Regions from separate parts of the Gossypium hirsutum genome. Here region 1 is linked to region 2. The links are chromatin contacts, called in public Hi-C maps. All regions are on one chromosome and are shown on one strand. Each heading gives the region's core, a stretch centred on a gene start, on an enhancer-like site or on the middle of the called end of the contact. The rest is flanking DNA. Distances are from core to core; before and after follow the strand shown. Region 1 has its middle 20 kb from the start of LOC121208054. Region 2 holds the start of LOC107917815 (probable NAD(P)H dehydrogenase (quinone) FQR1-like 1).

What was found. Hi-C and Micro-C count contacts between places; a contact is called where the count stands out from the background.
Region 1: a Hi-C map of leaf shows a contact between it and region 2, with 5 times the contacts expected there. The contact joins the enhancer-like site here to the promoter of LOC107917815 in region 2. A contact is called at or near these places in 13 of 34 Hi-C or Micro-C datasets (anther, callus, leaf and 1 more).

The regions. Positions count from the first base shown.
Region 1 is chrA01:9,714,063-9,717,648 of Gossypium_hirsutum_v2.1, forward strand. It overlaps the pseudogene LOC107918225. Among protein-coding and RNA genes, the nearest start is that of LOC121208054, 20 kb to the right of the region's middle. Within about 2 kb of position 1,954, at least 8 of the 9 cell types and tissues checked have an H3K27ac peak or open chromatin away from gene starts, as enhancers often do. A contact at or near this core is called in leaf, where this site is marked.
Region 2 is chrA01:9,671,524-9,675,220 of Gossypium_hirsutum_v2.1, forward strand. It overlaps LOC107917815 (probable NAD(P)H dehydrogenase (quinone) FQR1-like 1), which reads left to right and starts at 1,366. Exons shown (of 4, transcript NM_001327136.1): 1 at 1,366-1,388. The coding sequence starts at 1,366.

The sequences.
Region 1 (3,586 bases), core at 704-3,203, 43 kb after region 2:
TGAATCGCTAGAAACATGTGAAGTGTATGGCTAACCTAATAACGAAAGTTTCGTAAGGAAAGTTATCTTTCCTTTCAAAATTATACATTTAAACTTGAAAGTCCATCCGAATAATGGAAAAAAAAAATTAAGCATACTTATGATATAATATGAACTTAGACTTAAATATTCATAGCTCGTGCTTGATTTGATCAATTTTTAAGATTATTAAAATTTTATATATTTTATATTCCATATTATATAAAAATTAAATATATAGTATTGTAATGTAAATATTAAAAAATATTATTTTTTTAATGTTTAGAAAATTAATAAAAGAAATATATATAATGTTATTAAAACATATATAATTAAACGTCATTATATATTTTTTTTTAAATATTGATGCATCTAAACTGATTTTAGTTAGTTTTTTCTATAAATATTAATAAATTTAAATAAAATTTAAAACTAATATTTCGAGTCAGTCATATTAATAAAATGCATGAGTCAGACTTTAGCCCCACCTGAAACCGCTTCTTATTTTTAACATGTAATTGGAATGAGCATTTGATTGAATAATTAGGACTTGTCTCTTCTAAACCACTATTGATAACCCTTTTTCCCATTGGAAGACAAAATATGATATATCTTATCAAAACTCCTATGAAGTACCATAATTTGGCTGTCAGCTGCTGCAAAAAATTGTTAAGAAGAATATACAGTCCTAGAAGGTTTGAGTGTGTGGGGGTTAGGGCACATGGTTCAATTTCTAGGCCAAAGACTTGACAGCATGACCTCATTTTTGCATCAATAATAGCAATAGTTATAAAGTTTTATTCTTTATTCTTTATTCTTTATATACATAAAAGAAAAGGGTTAGTATATAATTAGTCTGAAAATAAAATTTTGATTAAAGTTGTTTATGATTTTGAAGAGTAGGACCCTGGGGGGTGCCTGGAAAAGTAAGGTCCAATTTATTTAATTTTTTTAAAATATATTTTTGAAGGGGTTGATGATGGAAATATGAAGAGGAAGGATTGGTCGGACCTACTTCCTACATCCCTTTATTCTCTTATAGTCATTATTGCTGTTTAGGGCCCATCACCAGTTTTTCTGTTCAGATCCATATTTTATTACAATAGTACAACCTATATATATTTTAAAAAAAAGAAAAAAAAAGAGTGTCGTAACAACATCACCCCAATTTTGAAATTTCAAAATACCCTTTATATCTTATTATGATTTGTAACAAGTATTTTTATTAAAAAAAAAGTATATTTAGTAAAGGAAAAACCTTAAAGAGGGGAGTATCTTTGGTTTTTCTCCACTTCACTAGCACATTAATATATATTACTCAATTTTAATTTATATAAAAAAATTTAACCAATATTAAATAATAGGCTGCAAGTTTTATATAATATCCAAAAATAAAATATTTATATTTCTTCTGGTAACACATATAACAAGTTTTATATAATTTTTGGTATAATTTTTAGATTTTACAGGGTTAAGAGGGTAAAAAGTGTCATATAGAAGTATTACAAAATATTAAAAAAAAAGAGACATGGTAATTTTTAAAATTACTTGTAGAATAAAAAAAATATACTCCAAGTGTATCAAATATTAACCCTTACAATAACTAGACATAAAATAAACAATAGTTAATACAATTTTAGATTTGAAATTAGAAAAATGAATAAAACCTCTTCAAAATAGGAAAAATATTTTCTTTCTCTTTGTTAAAAATAAGTTATGCGATTAACTAAATATTACCAAATATATTAATTTATCACCTTTACATTCAAATATAAAAAAATAAAGAAATGGCTCTTGTAGCAATGGTTACAAATATAAGCCCATTTATGAATGTTATAAAGCATCTTTCATTGGGGCAGTGGCTTATAATGGTTAAATAAAAACCCCATTTGTCAAAGCCATGGGCATGGTTCACCACCCTTAGGTCCATTTTAGGCCCCAAGAATGGTTGTATTTATGAATTTTGTAGGCACTTGGGTCCATATTTTTAAGATCATGGGCCTGTAGTGGTTAAATAATAGCCCCATTTTTCCTATACAATGGGCTTTGATTAATGGCATACAAATTATATGGCCATTTTGCAACACCCAATTTGCCCTTTCGGAGAAAAAAACTGAAAAAGGCGGCCGAAAAAGAAAAATAGCTTTTCCGTTCAGCCATGGATCTTCTTTTCAAAGCCTACTCCAACACTTCAGACGATGAACCCGAACCCGAACCCGACCCTGAACCCAAACCTGTAAACCATCACCACCTCCCTTTCCGCCCTTCCAAACGGCCCAAACCCGAATACCTATTTCCCACATTGGATCTTCAAAAGAGAGAAGAAGCTCCGCTTCCCGGCAGGTACATATCGAAAAGGGAACGAGCACTTGCTGGTGCGGTTTCCCAGGCTCATGAACCGAACCCGATTCACCGGGATCATCATGTCATCAATCAATCAGGTACTTGTTGCTTTTGCCTTTTTCTTTTATTTCCCCAATTTTAGCGGCTTTTTTTTTTTGGTTTAAAGTTGCAGTTTTTGATTATTATTTTTTTGAAAACCAAGTGAAAAGAGGAAATGGGTAGTCTTGTCATTGATGAGATAATCAATGTTTAAAATTAGAAACTTAATTTAATTTGTGTTTTCAATTGAGTAGAGAAATTTTGGATTGAATTGGTGACTCGGTAGGAAGAAAATGTTCATGTAAATTTTTTTTTGTTGTTGTTGTTGATACTACCTTTTGGCAAGGAGGCGGCTGGAGCCGAGACTCAATTGCCTTGCACTCTATTTGAGTATTTAATATTCCTTGTATAGTTCAATGATCTTATCTCATTCAAAGATTAGTGCCATTTTTTTTACTGTTGCCTATTTCACTGAGCCCATTTTCTTTCCTCTACATTGTGTATTGAAGTCTTTTGTTCAGATTCTGCTAAGTTGTGGATTTAGTCATTTTTATAGTATTTTTTTCTGGCATAATCGGTAACAATTAAATTCGTTAGGTCAAATTCTACATGCGTTAGTTGTGATTTAGTTTTTGTGATTTAGTTTTTGTGCTTTGAGTCAATCATTTCTAGAAACCATTTTTTTGGGATTTTGAAATTTTAAGTCATGACTCAGGCTACTTGTAGTCGTTAAATTCATTGACTAAAATGAGGTGGCATTTTTGTGACTATTATATGGAAATAGTAAGTTGACATTGAATTTCCGTGTGATAATTGTTTATTGCATAAAATTTCGGAAACAACAAAATTTAACATAGTGACTAAAGTTGAAATTTCAAAATTTGAAAAGTACAAGGGCTACAGTTTCAAAATTCGAAAAGTACAAGGACTAAAAATGATCAAATTAGAGTATAGTGACTAAATTTGCAGTTTAGTACACGGGACTAATGGCAAAATTTGACTAACTCTTTTTTTTGGCATTAATATGATAATATCTTACTCATGTACTCTACAGCTTGTTTTAGAATTGCTTGTGTTTCCTTTGTGTACACAATTATTGGGTTGGAACTTCAAACAGGGTCAGGGAAGCAAAAAGCAAATGGATATGAGCCCTCAAATGATAGAAAGAAAATTTTAACATGGTTTG
Region 2 (3,697 bases), core at 116-2,615:
AAGGTTGTGATAAAAGAAGCTTGAGACAACATGAATTGTCAGATCGATGATTAGTAATGTAATATTATTTGGAAAATGAAATAATTTTTTCTAGATTTTGAAATAAAAAATAATTTTATAATTTATAAGCATCCAGAACATCAAAATAATTTTATAAAAAATTCAGTAGTTTGGAATTTTAGACTTAATTTTTTTTTTCTATATTTTTAACGGAAATTTGGATTAGGCAAGGAAATCACAGAATGATAGTATTAGCAGTAAACTGATAAAAAAGTTAGTGCAAACACTAAAATGATAATTTAACTCTAATACAAGGATGAAAAGAGGAATTAAGCCTAAACCCTATATTCAAAGTGGGGCATTCAACTAAAAATGGATCAGCATGTAGCATGGGAGACGTCATCCCATATTTGTCAGGCAAGCATTAGTTCGATTTTGGTATGCCACTAATTAACCCACCTCTTCTTCAATTTCATCCTTTTTCTTTTTCTATTGGACCCCAAATTCCAATAATCTAAAAAAACAAATAATAATTCATTTTCACCCATTGCAATTAAAACACCCATCTTTTTGTCCCCCCATTTACTTAACACAAATCTTTTCATTTGTACCAATATCCTTTGTATTTTTTTCCCATTAATCAAACCTTGACTAACATTTTTACAAATTAAATCATCTACCAAACCGTTTCTTTAAATTTTATAAACAATTAAATTCGTTACAAAAAAAAGTTTAACTATGCCCTCACTCCCTATATGTTTTGGATTTTCAAATTCAATCGCTCTATATATAATTCTCCCTCTACTTATCTAATTAAAAAAAATTGAAGTTCAATTAATAATATTATCATTGTATTTACATTAAATTTGAATATTTAAATGGCCAATTTAAAAAATTAAAATTAAAAAGTTCAAAAATAGAAAGACTGAGGCCATAATTAGACCTAAAGAACAGTTAAAAATATAAAACAAAAAAGGTATAAATAAGTTTTAGTCAACAAATTTAATAAAAAGTAATAAAGGAAGCATTAAATTTATTATGTGTAACGACCCGCATGATGATGAGCGTGACAACAACATCTCATCATTAAATTTCATAATTGTTTTTAAAATCAACCACCAACCCCATTTAAAACCCCTTACGTACGCCACCGTTTCCTTAATCTCAATTTTACTAACTAATTAAACACCCTTTACATTAAACCCTGCAATCAACTATAAATACAGCTTTCGGCCTCCTCCATTTTCCCACATTCTGCAACCATTCTTTTCTGATTAAAAAGCAAAAAAAAAAAAAAAAACAAAACAAAACCAAACTTCAAACAAAAGGGAATTTTCTTGTCATAATTTTCTGAGGAATTCATCGATGGCAACCAAAGTGTATATTGTGTATGTAGTTTAATTCTATTTCCCTCTTCTTAAATTTTGAAAAAAAATTATTTGTTTTTTTTTGGGGGGGGGGGTGTGGGGTTTGAAATGCTGTTTGATTGTGATGCTTGATTGATTTTTTTATTACTTCAGTTGAGTTGAGATTTGTGATTTTTTTCCCTTTTTTTAGCTTTCTTTTGATTTAATTTTTTAAATTAGTTTATTGCTTTGAGTTGATTCTGCTGAACTCGGTTTTTCTTTTCTGTATTTATAATTTAACGGAAAGTTTGGAATTTCAATTAATCTTACAATAATTAGAGTAAGATTTAGTTCCCCAAAGTATAATTTCTGGAGCTGGAAAAATGCGATTTTTAATCATTTGAGTTTGAAATTAATTTCAAGTTGGATACCGGAGAAATGCAATATCAATTGGTTTTTGTTTATCGTCTGTTGATTTTGGAGTCAATTAGTTAAGAAATAACCATAGACGTTACGATGTCAGTAGTTTCAGATTCTTTTTCATCTAATTTTTGTTGGTAATGGGATTAATTTGGCTATTTTAGGAGGCACAATCAAAAAGGTCAATCAGATTAAAGCTGTGTTCAATTTGGTTATGTTTGTTTGAATTGATACATGGGAAAACTGATTAGGAAGTAGAAAAGGAAATGAGCCTATCAAGGACAGTTTTTTAGTCAGTAAACCATGAACTCTTAACTGGATCTGTTTTGCATATTTTATTAAACCATGATTTAATTGTTTGCTATTTGTTGGAAAACTTACATGTTGCATATAGATTTGGGTTGAGAAAGGCTATGTTTTATTGTTCTAGTTGGAGATTTAGCTTCTAAAATTATTATGCTGTCGGATTAATTGTTTTTTTTTTCTTAAATGTCTGCTAGTATCTGTATTAAAGATGAAACTACGTTTGCATTATGCATTAACTAGCGATTTTTGTACTGCTCTCTGAGACGACGTGGTAACTAAGACATAACCTGTGTAAGGAACTGAATTTGTTGAACAATAATATGGAGACAGGTTGTCGGTTTTAGGGGGGTGGGAGTGGGGATCTAGTTCTGTATTTGCCGACATATTTTTGAGTTTTAGATGAATCAAGAATGTCCTCACAACTATTCCCTATATATATACTTGAGTCAATGTCACTTAGTTGCAGTTGCTACTGTCCTTATCTGTACTTGTTTGTGAGGTTCCTCCAAGAGCAAGTTTAAACAGGGCTCAAGTGGAGTCAGCAATTTATTTTATTTGGGGCCAGAGCAAGTTCTTAAGAAACTAAACCTATCTGAGATTCTGAATGGTGGGGCTAAGGACATTAGATTCCATCATTATTGTTTTGAATTACAAAATCGTATACCATTAGCAATGTTTTTTAGTATGACCATATATTAGACTTACATTTGGCATGTTATTGAATTACTATATTACTATAGATTGTATGCACTTTGGATATCTCTGGATGCTTTTGTTGTATGCTTATTCTGTACTCATATGCATTCTTGGAATTCAAAAGCAATGACATCTGTAGGTATTGACATAAGATAAATTTCTTGGCACCATCTGCAAGCGACATCTGACATTAGTTTATTATAGAAATGACCGAAACTATTCTCCCTTGTAACAAGGTATCATGTATGGCATAGCATGCTCTCTTCAGGGGTGATTAGTTATATACTATTCAGTTGTCATTATGCACTCAATCTGCTAGTTTAATACTGGTTGCTTAATTTTTTTGGTTTTATTCTGATATCCTAGTTTGTGGCAGCTTTCACCTTAGAACCCTTTGCCCTGTGTTATTGTAGATGAATACTGATGTATGGTAAGATGGGCAGACAATTTTTGGTTGGTTCATAGTTTTTCTGTTTTCTGACCCCTTATATGTCCCTTTCTAGAATTTTCCTCTGCCACAAATTTATCCTGGCATTGATCTTCAAGCTCCCCTACTCTTTGGGTCATGTATCTGCCCATGATTGATGGTCTAGTGTATCTCCATTTTTCCTTAAAATAGTTATCAAAATTGAGTTTTATGAGCCAGCACACTAAATGTTGAACTGTGATATAGCTTTTGTGTGATTTTAACTTAGACTTCAACACTTGCTGATTGGTGGTTTATTGTAGCTTGTTCATCATGATTGCACAAAGTTGTATGATGTTGTGATTGGCAGTTTGTCGTGTGAATCAAACTAAGTGGTCCAGTTGTGTCTTAAATTTAGTTAAACTTTTTGACCATACTATTTTTTGATGATAGCCTAATGACTCATTGTCGAGCCAAAATTTCATGACCATAATGTATAATATAATTCGTGAAAACTGCTATG